Linked DNA regions of Mus musculus: all the other regions are linked to region 1. Evidence: chromatin contacts called from public promoter capture Hi-C data. All regions are on one chromosome and are shown on one strand. The core of a region is the stretch at or near the end of the contact, and the rest is flanking DNA. Distances in the headings are between cores, read along the strand shown. Region 1 holds the start of F930017D23Rik (RIKEN cDNA F930017D23 gene). Region 2 overlaps Gm40635 (a long non-coding RNA gene). Region 3 has its middle 15 kb from the start of Gm40634. Region 4 holds the start of 1700027J07Rik (RIKEN cDNA 1700027J07 gene).

Evidence for each region. Promoter capture Hi-C pulls out the DNA fragments that hold promoters and counts their contacts.
Region 2: a contact with region 1 is called in a promoter capture Hi-C map of fetal liver, with 2.7 times the contacts expected there. The contact joins the enhancer-like site here to the promoter of F930017D23Rik in region 1. A contact is called at or near these places in 14 of 39 promoter capture datasets (the 3T3-L1 cell line, 3T3-L1-derived adipocytes, the C10 cell line and 9 more), 3 of 484 Hi-C or Micro-C datasets (CD4 T cells, bone marrow-derived macrophages and nephron progenitors), 15 of 115 datasets of contacts at active chromatin or transcription factors (the SCID.adh cell line, bone marrow-derived macrophages, craniofacial prominence and 10 more) and 1 of 9 other capture datasets (pancreatic islet).
Region 3: a promoter capture Hi-C map of embryonic stem cells shows a contact between it and region 1. The contact joins the enhancer-like site here to the promoter of F930017D23Rik in region 1. A contact is called at or near these places in 10 of 39 promoter capture datasets (the 3T3-L1 cell line, the C10 cell line, cranial neural crest and 6 more), 20 of 484 Hi-C or Micro-C datasets (the AML12 cell line, B cells, the CH12 cell line and 15 more), 22 of 115 datasets of contacts at active chromatin or transcription factors (the 230-238 cell line, the SCID.adh cell line, VIP interneurons and 17 more) and 2 of 9 other capture datasets (adipose tissue and liver).
Region 4: a promoter capture Hi-C map of neutrophils shows a contact between it and region 1, with 4 times the contacts expected there. The contact joins the promoter of 1700027J07Rik here to the promoter of F930017D23Rik in region 1. A contact is called at or near these places in 13 of 39 promoter capture datasets (3T3-L1-derived adipocytes, the C10 cell line, cranial neural crest and 7 more), 1 of 15 datasets of contacts at CTCF or cohesin (pro-B cells), 48 of 484 Hi-C or Micro-C datasets (the AML12 cell line, B cells, CD4 T cells and 26 more), 31 of 115 datasets of contacts at active chromatin or transcription factors (the 230-238 cell line, CD4 single positive thymocytes, DN3 thymocytes and 20 more) and 3 of 9 other capture datasets (adipose tissue, liver and pancreatic islet).

Annotation. Positions count from the first base shown.
Region 1 is chr10:43,592,047-43,594,746 of GRCm38.p6, forward strand. It overlaps F930017D23Rik (RIKEN cDNA F930017D23 gene), which reads left to right and starts at 1,381. Exons shown (of 3, transcript NR_033558.1): 1 at 1,381-1,517.
Region 2 is chr10:43,790,636-43,793,335 of GRCm38.p6, forward strand. It overlaps Gm40635 (a long non-coding RNA gene), which reads right to left. Exons shown (of 3, transcript XR_871619.1): 3 at 1,950-2,700. Among named protein-coding and RNA genes, the nearest start is that of Gm40635, 9.1 kb to the right of the region's middle. Within about 2 kb of position 1,311, at least 21 of the 459 cell types and tissues checked have an H3K27ac peak or open chromatin away from gene starts, as enhancers often do. A contact at or near this core is called in fetal liver, where this site is marked.
Region 3 is chr10:43,726,541-43,729,240 of GRCm38.p6, forward strand. No RefSeq gene overlaps it. Among named protein-coding and RNA genes, the nearest start is that of Gm40634, 15 kb to the right of the region's middle. Within about 2 kb of position 1,376, at least 20 of the 459 cell types and tissues checked have an H3K27ac peak or open chromatin away from gene starts, as enhancers often do. A contact at or near this core is called in the SCID.adh cell line, double positive thymocytes and neutrophils, where this site is marked.
Region 4 is chr10:43,744,776-43,747,475 of GRCm38.p6, forward strand. 1700027J07Rik (RIKEN cDNA 1700027J07 gene) reads left to right here and starts at 1,383. Exons shown (of 4, transcript NR_040581.2): 1 at 1,383-1,880. RefSeq lists an enhancer at 1,363-1,903.

The DNA.
Region 1 (2,700 bases), core at 131-2,630:
CCATCTTCAGCCACATCAGACTGCTTACCATCCTTCAAATACCTTCTTTTTCGTATCTGTGTGACTCTTTCATTTTCTTTTCTCTCTGGTGTGTGGTGTGTGGTGTGTGTGTGTGTGTGTGTGTGTGTGTGTGTGTGTGTGTGTGTGGGCATGCATGCAAGTGTATCTGTGTGTGCAAGTGCACACGAGAAGTGTGTGTATGCTCGTGGAGGTCACGGTACAACCTTAGGCACTATTTACCTGGAGCTTGCCGAGTGGGTTGATCTGAGCTGACCATTGCTCCCCAGAGAGTCACCTGTGTCCACTTTCCCAGCATGTGGATTGCAAGCGTGGTGGATTATGTACCACCACTGCTAGAGATAGAGGAAGGTCTTCTCTAAATCAAAGGAAGAGTTCCTGAGAGACCAGCCATTTAGAAATAGTACCAACCACCATCAGGGTTTTTTTTTTTTTTTTAATTAAAAACATTTTAAATGTAGATCGTGATGATCAAATTCAGGTCCTTCCACCTCTAAGGCAAGCACTTTACTGCCAGGTCCATCCACCCCACTCCTGAACTCAGATCACATTCTTTGTTGTTGTTGTTGTTGTTGAGACAAGTTCTCTCTGTCCCAAGGCTATCCTGGAACACAGTATTCAGTCCATGTTGGCCTTGAACTCAGGCATTAGACACCACCCCTGGCTGTGGCTTCATGATACTTCAATGCATCCATCCAATGTAACCAAGGTGAGGGTGGTCGATCCAGGCTTCTGTTGGCTTTCAGCTTGTTGCCTGCTACCAAATGCTAAAAGATCTTAGCCAAAGGGCCCAACGTTTCTGTTACCCCGGAGTCTTGCCTGTCAGATGGGCTTGATAGTAATGTGACCTATCTCATGGGGTGGGTACAGACTCAAACAAGTTAACACACAAAGCCTCAGTACGAAATCTGGCCCATTGCAATGAATGGACACACTGGCAGGATTATTTCTTGCTAGGGCAGAAAAATTCGTTATGACTTTTCTGTCAACATTGCTGTTCCCTGAAAGAATCTGCCTTCCTCATTTCTTGGGCTATGGCAGAGGGTAGGTAAGCAATGGATGGTAAGTGAAATAGATTACTTTCATACTCTATTACCAGGGTAGCTGGGAAGAGGAAGGGCAGACCTCTGCTAGTCTATTAGGTCTGAAGAGAAGTTGGGACTATTTCTAAATGACTGGTCTCTCAGGACCTCTTTGCATTAGAGAAGAACCTCCCCAGCTATAACAGTGGGGTTCAATGACAGCACACAGCAGGGCCACTTGGGAAACTTGAGAAAATACTCATACTTCTCCCTGCCCAGGAGACTCTGATAAACAGGTCTGGGTGGAGCCCAGTCCTCCGGAGGTTTGAGGAGCTAAGCAGATGATTCTAAAGCACAGCAAAGTTGAGACACTAAATGCTGGGCGTGGGTACGAGCAATGCTGCCATCATTTCAATTGCGGGCTGGGCCAAATCTTTGTGCTCAGCAAAGACCTTTTCACCAGGGGCGTGAATAGAGGTAAGTGAGGTGGCCACTTTCTCCCAGCCCAGTTTGGTTCCTACCCAAAGGGGCATCGCAGTGCTGTGGCTCTGCTCTGTGTGCAGGAATGTCTTCCCTGAAGGCATGGAGATCCACGGAGGGTTGTGCTCTCTTGAGTTGGTGAATAAATAATCAAGGACATTCTTTAGCTGAATGGTACCTCTGAGCAGGAAGTGTGGTCCTACCACAGCAGGTCTTGTTTGAATGGCTGTATGGATTTTGCATGAATCACCCCTGTCCAACGCTGGAGACACCCTTTCCAGAAGATCCTGATTCCAGTCTGCATCCATCAACCAGTTGCAAGGCTCTTGGAAGCATCTCTGGGCTTTTGAGCGATTTCACTCGACCAGGTACTTTCTAGTTTATAAATACGAGAGGATTCCATTCCGCTTAGACAATTCCACGATTGAGAATGGGCTTTCCTTTCCCCAAGCTTACGTAAACTTGCTCTCCAACTCACAGACACTTGGGCATCGAGTTTTTAAGCTGAGCCCACAAAAACGAAGACAAGTTCACTTTTATTATTTCTAGAGACACCATCATCTTTAGTCAGTGACTTGGTGTTTTTTACCCTCCTGTACTTAGTGAGGACTTGGGAGAGATTTCTTCTGATGAATCAACATAATTGACTTTCTAATTAAACACAGTACAACAATTTTAAATTGTTTCATGGAGCTTATGAAAGACAGCTAGTGTCTCAACACTTGTTGAGACACGGGTGCAAATGCAATCAGGAAACGAGGGTTCCCTGTATGATCTTACAATTGCTGCTGTGCTTATCAGTATGTATTAGGGTTTGTATCTACTTATTACAGGTTGTGTATCTCTTATCTGAAAACCTTAGGGGTTGTATTTTATATTTTGGAATATTTGAATACACATGGTTGGATATCTTGGTGATCATACCAACCTCTAAACAGAAAATTGTTTTCATATATATTTTTTAAACACAGACTGAAGCTAAGTGTGTGTGTGTGTGTGTGTGTGTGTGTGTGTGTGTGTGTGTGTGTGATATTTATTAACTTACTGCAACAGAATCTCAGGCATCATAAGCTTCAGAATTGCTGTGTAGCCAAGAGTGGCCTTGAATGCTTGACCAGTTTGCATCCATCTTCTGAGTGCTGGGATTATAGACAAGTGCCATCACACCTGCAATGATGTA
Region 2 (2,700 bases), core at 61-2,560, 200 kb after region 1:
GAGGGGTAGGTGATCTATATCTTGATTGGTGGGTTCTATTTCTGAGGATCTGGGTGATGCTACGATTCAGACTAAGTATTCTTGCTTCATGCCAAGGAGGGGTAGCTCTTGACCTCTTGGCTGTAAGCTTGGCTAACTGTCCTTTTGCAAGCTGGGGACAGGTAGGCTCTTGACATAAGCCTGCAGTTGTTCCAGTAACTGACTTGCCCAGTTCTGGGAAGTAGAAACTCAGGCTCCGTCTCCTAAACTGCTAGTTTGCAACCTGGCTCAGGCCAATCCACTCCTTTCAGGGTTTGCTACATTGGACTTTCCTGAAGCTGGTGCTCATTCTGCTGGTCTGGGCATCCCCAGGCAGCTTTACTGCTGACTCACCTAGATGTCTCACCAAGCATCACCCTAGTCAAGGCTCAGTGACCTGCGTGGAATACAAGTGTCTGTGCAAATGTGGTACGCCATTTCTTCCCCCTCAAACCATTCTTACCTGTACAAGTTCAGTCTGCTGCTTCCTCTCAGCCCCACGCTCCCAGAAATAAGACTCAGATTCAAAACATATTTACAAATACCTTGGCTATATAGCAAGAGTCTTCTCTGACTAGATCATAACTTAAAATAACCCAGTTATTTTAACCTCTGTTCTGCCATATGGCTGGTTACCTGTGCTCAGGTACCATACATCTGCTTCATCTCACCTTCCCAGGTGGATCTCCCAAGCCTGGCTCTATCCCAGAATTCTTTCTGCTTCCCAGAGGTCCCCCATTCTATTTTATCCTTTCCTATAAGCCATAGGTTTTTTTTTTAATTGACAGGTAGTGCATCCATACAATACAGAAGATATTCTCTCTACACATACCAGCCAACTTCTAGACTGACAGAGGGTAAAAGTCTCTCTCTCTCTCTCTCTCTCTCTCTCTCTCTCTCTCTCTCTCTCTCTGTACATACTGTATGGATGAGTGTGCATATATTCATGGGCATGTGTTTGTAGAGGCCAAACATAGACATGTCTTCCTCAATCATTATCCACCTCACTTTGGAGACAAGGTCTCTCACTGAACCTGGAACTCCAGCTACGCCGGCCAGACAACAACCCCCAGGCACCGGCCTGTCTCAGCCTCCCTGGCACAATAGGAAGAGAGTTATAAAGGAATAAAGGACTTACTAAGACACTTCCTTAGGAGACATCAAATTACACAAAGTAACTTAGCTAAGGAAGTGCTGCCCACAAATACCCCAAAGATAAGTAACCTGCTAGCCAGGTCTGTTAAAGATAAGGAAAATTATGATGAAAATGGCTGCTCATCAGAGCTAGCCAGCTGTTAGGCCCATCCCTAAAAAACACGCCTCTAACAGGCAGCTCAAGGGCTAGCACTGGATCACAACACAAGTATGTTAAGTCCTAGCCTGACATAAAGCGTTCAGTTCTTTTCCTGGGAAAAGCCTAATTCTGCCAGATGGGCAAGATACTTCAGAAATAATGCTAGCAATAACTGTGTAAACCTCCCATCTGCACTGGCCAGACTTGTAGTCTCCAGCCTTTGTTTAAATTGTTCAAAGTATAACGTGAGGCCAGAACCTAAAAGAGATTTAAGGACAACAGTGTATGTACTTGTGAGATGTACAAGCCTAAGCCTATTTGAGGCCAGCTCCTCTTTGAACATTAGCCAGAGCTAGACAAGCACTATTAGAGTTTCCCCTTCACCTCTAAATGAGTGATTTCTTACTGGCCAATCACATTATTTCTATAGTCACTACACCCAATTTTTTGTATGAGTCTTAGAGATCTGGATTAAGTTCTTCATGCTTGTATAACAAGGGCTTTATGGGCAAAGTCATCTCCCCAAGCTCTCACACTTCTTTAGTGATCCAAGGGTAAGTGTTATTGATGTTTTAGAGCAAAGACCCAGCTCTAAAAATCCTGACAAACTAGGCTTAACTGTTTCAATATTCCAGGTACAGAAATGAGTAGCGTCAAAGGGCAGAAAAAGGAGAGTTGACAGACCAGACACCTGGGGAGAGGAAGTCTGAGGTTTGGGTTTGAACAGAGGAAGAGCTGGGGCAAGAAGCAAGAGGTCAGTCAAGTCCAGTCCATCACAATCTGGGTTTGCATGGTGATACAAAGAGATCCTTACTGCTTGGGACATTTGGTCTCTATGAGATGACAGCTTCTGTTTAGGGGTGGTGTAATCGTCACCGTGAATGTGGTTACACACATAGGAGTCAGATACAAAATGCAGGCTGGGTGCCAAGCTTTTCTCCCCACTTAGTTCAGCCCAAGTAAGGGGGCAGTGATTACCATGCCTCTTGTCTGTGCCCTGCATTTTATTCTTTCTTGCAAACACGCCTCTAACAGGCAGCTCAAGGGTAGGAAAGCACAGTGGGTAATGAAGCTGAACCAGGAGCGAGTAGGGCTGTGTGTTGGGGCAATGAGGGAGATGGGAAGAAGGAGGGATGAAGGAGGAATAGGAAAAGACAAAAGCAAAAGGCGGAGAGGTGACATACAGAGCCTCCATATGGAAGAGTGAGCAATGACTGGAGCAATAACAAAGGGTGCTCCCTCAGCCCCTCAGCACAGCCTGGGGACAAGCAAGCTCTGTAAGCATCTCAGCAGCATAGCCAGTAGAGTCATAGTCTGTGTTTTCACACAATGCGCAGGGGACTCCTGGATCTGTTAACTCTGCAGAATCCGTGGTGAGTTTCTCTGCA
Region 3 (2,700 bases), core at 126-2,625, 130 kb after region 1:
CTACTCGGGAAACTGAACCTGGAAGACTACATGATCAAGGAATGCCCGGGCTATGGTGTGAAGCCAAGGCCAGCCTAGGTGATTTAGTAATACATAAAAATAATTTTTATTGATAAAACAATAAGTAAATAAGCCCGCAAATAAAAAGTAAATGGCATTAGAGATATAGCTTGGGGGTTTGTTCAGTCACCACCACTTGAGGACACAACAAACAGGACTGGGGAACTGGAAGTCGAACCCCACAGGCAGACAGAACAGTTCAACGATGAGTCCTTAAGCAAGACTTTAGCTTCAACTATTCGTCCAGTAAGTATTAAGCCCCTGAAATATGTTGTTGCAAAGAAACATGGGGAAACATGCTAGAGAAGACTCTTCCCATAATTATGGAAAATAAAGGCTTCACTTTAATCTTTTGTGCTAAACTAATTTGAGCTATCCAGAAAAAACAAACAAACAAACAAAAAAGATCATAGATGCTAGCAAAACTATTCTAGATCTAGTATGAGTGGAAGACCTTAAGTCAGTGTATCTACCTAGCTCTAAAATGGGTCTGTGATGGTGGGGGCATTGGTCAGGGATTCCTTATTTCTGTAATTGAGAAAGAAAACCTCCGTCAGTAACTGTGAGTTATATTATCATTTATTTTGTCACTAAGTGTACACGGGCCAGTCCATGGAGCCACTCTTGAGACTCTCTGCACCCTGGGGCTTTCTCTACTACTACTGGATAGTTTCTTGTAACAAGTTGAGATCTTCCAGGTAGCAATCTGTGTGTGAGGCAGCTCATCAGCAGTTTAGGGTGACATTAAACGTGGTGTCTGTAGCTGGACATAGCAGCACACATTGATAAAACCAATTATAGGGAGAACCAAGCCATCAGCCTGGACTAGATGGCCAGTTTCTGTCCAACCTAGACTACATGGTGAATTTCTGGCCAACCTGGACTACGTGGTGAGACCAAGTCTTTAAAAATCTATGATTTAAAAACAGATAAGTATGTAGGTAGATAGATAGCTAGGTGATAGCTAGATAGGTAAATAGATGACAGATGATAGAAAAATAGATAGATAGATAGATAGATAGATAGATAGATAGATAGATAGACAGACAGATAGACAGACTGATTAGATAGATAAAACATGGGCTTATTGTACCCACAGCACCACATATGAAATACCCAGGGCTCTAACAACAAAATTCAAAGCAACCTGCATGACGAGACCCTGATTTTGACAAGCTGGGAATGATGGGAAGAATATTGGTTGAATGGTCTCCAGATGGCGATGACTTTTTACACAACTAATCTAGACCAACCTGTTTCTGCTAGAGGAAACAGTTCTGAGTTGCATTCTAAGTTAGCTAATCTGCTCTGCAGTGTAACCACACTTCCTGGAGAACGAGGGAAACCGAATAGTGACAGACACTCGCTAGTTGTTCAAGGACAGGGCCAGCTCACAGTTTAAGAATTAGCAATCATGTTATGGTGAGACATCAAAGACTTTGGAGGAAGGTGAAGGAAGAGTTGGCTAATTCACCTTACCATTTAAACGCCAGCTAGTTTCTCTTCTCCTTTATACACATACCAACATGTCTCTTTTCTGAGGCATGGTTTTATTATGCTTTTGTTTTTCTTACTGTTAGCTGCAGAATTTGTCTAATTGGTCTAATTGGAAATCTTGGAAGCTCTGTACCATCAGATTTATTAGTAACAGATGTCAGTTACCCTGCGCGTACCTGGTGACCTTGGAGACACCCCAGCTGCTCATCAAGTCCATTCATTGCCCAGATGTGCTTAGCATGGGTGGAAGAAAGAGTAGAAATCCCCCAGAAAAGTGAGGAGGAGGTGGAAGGGCACAGAGAAAACTACTAGGGGACAGTAATACTAACTTCAATATCAAATGACATTGACAATCTCTGGTGGTGTGGTGGTAGTTTGTGGCAGTAATGGTGTGAATGGTGGTGGTGGTAATGGTGGTCTTGGTAGTGTGGTGGTGGTGGTGGTGGTGGTGGTGATGGTGGTGGTGGTGGTGGTGGTGGTGGTGGTGGTGGTGGTGGTGGTGGTGGTGGTGGTGATGGTGGTGGTGGTGGTGGTGGTGGTGATGGTGGTGGTGGTGGTGGTGGTGGTAGTGATGGTGGTGGTGGTGGTGGTGGTACTGGTGGTAGGTGGTGGTAGTGTCAGTGGTAGGGATTCTTTTCAAACCACGGTGTTTGCCAAACTAAGAAATAAAAGAGGCAAAAGTAAATATCATGCCAGGTTTAGCAAACAGTAGCTGAAAGAAAGCCAAGGTCATCCCTGAGTGTGGAGAAAATACTGCTGGTTAGGCATTGTTCTTTGGAGCCAGACTGCATAGTGTCACTACAGCATGTGAAGGACACCTACCTTTGTGAAGCAGGAACCATGCCTTCTGGACACAGACATTGATTCTAAAAACCATTCAATTAGTGTTCCTTTCCACAACCCGTGGCCCGCACACACTCTGGCTGACGGTTTTGCTGTCTCTGTCACATCAGGAGCCCTGATAGCTTACCCTTCGCAATTTTCTCTTTGGTCCCTTTGTTTCCTTGTCTGTGTTGGAGCTGTCCTTACCTATCAGACGTCATCTTTCTTGCAGCCCCAGTGTTGTGTACCAAGATCAGGAAGCAGAGGTGTTGTCTCTTAGGGTGCTGGTGCAGCTTCAGGACATTGCTGTCACCTGGCCAA
Region 4 (2,700 bases), core at 133-2,632, 150 kb after region 1:
AATACCACCTGAAAGAAGAGAGATGTGCAATTCTGCAGGCAATGTCATTCTTTTCAGGGATCCTCAATGTGAAATTTAACAGCCTATTCCTTTGTCACTCCTAAGGATGTTGGTGAGAGGGGTATTTAAATCGCCTTTCTGTCACTACAACAAAATGCATGAGATAATCAACTTACAAAGAGGAAAGGTTGTCCAGCTCATGGTTTTAAAGGTTCTACTCCATAACCAAGAAGACCAATTTCTGGCAAGCCTTTGGTGAGGTTGCCGGAGGCAAAGTCTATCTTTAAGCATGTTTGAGCAAACTCCTCATACCATGGCCAGAAGAAGCAAAAGAGAAAAGAGTGGGTACCACAAGAAGATGTGTGCCTCTTCTGGGGCACACATCCAGTGATCTAGGACTTCTCTACTAGATCCCACCTCTCCCCACAATAGCATTGACTGGGGACCATGCCTTCAACGCATGGAGGTACACCAAATCCAAACTATAGCAAGGACTAGGTAGACTCACAACATACAGGCCATGTTGTCTTTGCCACCCGGTGAAGTGAATCACAGAACATCTTTTGAATAGGAACTTTCACCTTTTGTTATATCAGCAGGAATGCAGGCAGCCAGGACTCATCCAATATGTGCAGCTTACCAAAGTCCCAAGTGGACTATATTAATGCTCTGTGCTTAAGCCATACCTCTCAGAATGGGGCTGTGGCTCTGTTACCACAAGTCCTTGCCTCTAACAGGATTGAGACCCTGGGTTCCATTCCCAGCCCATCCTGCACTTCACTAACAGTAATAATAAGCCAGGGTTCCATCCCCAGCCCGTCCTGCATGTCACTAACAGTAATAACCCAGTGAAAACAAGTGTCTCCCACACCCCTCCACGACTAATGACACAGGACACTCAAATATAAAAGGCATGAGTTGCTGGCAGTCATTTCAACTATCTAGAACCCTAAGCTAGTGCACACTTGACTTTTCCTCTGTTCTCCGTTAGGTTGACACTCAGCCAGCCCTCCTGTTTACTAGTTGTCTGAGAGAAATTTAGAAAAACAAAACAAAACAAAAACCAAACAAACAAAAAAATGGTTTTAGTACAACCTAGGTCACATTCTTCTCATGTTGGTTGCTGCATAGTCGGAAGGGGTTACGTCAAGGGAAATTGACACCTACCCTTCTCATTTGCTCTTTGATTTGCACACTCATCAGAAGACTAGAGCCATTTGATACTTCACAAGATGATTCCCCTTAGCAGACACTGAGGGAAGGGGGAGTCACCTGGCCCCAGCATCTGGTAACTGTTCCCATTTCAACTGTTGACTCAATAAATGCCCTTGGGCAAGTCACTGAACCTCTCCACATTTAGTCTCTGGGGAATGAAATCTGCCAACTGTATTATGTGGGTTTGAACCTCACTGCCCTCTGGGATAAAAATAGGAGAGGACCAGGTGTCAGCTGGTCCCAAACTGATGTAAGGATGGCGGCCATGGGATCTCAAAGATGTCCTTGAGCTATAAATTCTATAATAGGGTCACGGGACACAGAGGCCCTCAGGCATTTATTTGGCTTGTGTGATAAATTCCAGCCCTTGAAATTTTTCCAGCCACTCTTGAATACTCTGCCTGGCCCCGCCCCCACTCCTCAGTATTTCTCCCGCCATAATACTCAACTCTGAATGCTGTTGCTTTGTCACAAAACTCTTGGACCGTAAACTTCCCAAGGGAGGAGATAACGTCAGCACAAGCTTCATTGTCAAGTACACACCAGGCAAGTGGGCATACTACGTGAATTGTTTGCCATATGGACGAGTGAATGAAGACTTCCCAGGCTCCAGAGAACATTCCACTCCTCTGCCTCTGGGATCATCCATCCCTGGCCAACATAAGGTAGGATCTGACCCCATTTCCCCACCATACTTACCATCAGTGGTGAGGATCACTGTCATCTTTACTGGATTTACAATCACCTAGAAACATGCCTGTGGGTGTATTGGGGAGGGTGTTTCAACTGATGACTAAGAAAGAGAAAGCTAGCTGAATACCATGAGACACTGTCTCAAGCTCCAGTCTTCATTACTACAACCTGCTCTCACAGCCATCCATGGCGAGGGCACCCTCACTGGGGGGGAGGCTATCCCTCAAACAGTGTGCTGAAGTGAGTCTTTTTTTTTTTTTTTTTAAATGGTTTTTTGAGACAGGGTTTCTCTGTATAGCTGTTGCTGTCCTGGAACTCACTTTGTAGACCAGGCTGGCCTTGAACTCAGAAATCCGCCTGCCTCTGCCTCCCGAGTGCTGGGATATCTAGACCAGGGTGGCCTCAAACTGGTAGAGATCCCTCTGCCTCTACCTTTGTTGCTGGGATCGAAGGCCTATGCCATCATGGCCGGCTCCCTCTATTCATTCTTTAAGGAAGGTTCTCTTTACAGATGTGGAAGAACAGTCTCAAGAGCAGATGTCAACACCATAACCAGAATTGTCCGGATTTTTGACTGAATGTAGGACTCATTTAGAGTCACGTGTCTGATGTTATGTGTAAAGACTGGCCAAAATCTTATCCCTAGCTTACATACAAGCACAGGCAGATAATTAGCCAAACTTCTTCTCTTGACTCTGGCTAAAGGTATCTAGGAAGTCAGGGACAACCATATAAATAACTTTCACGCTGAACTCGGAGACAATGGAAGTAGTTCAGACATCTAAAAACTCA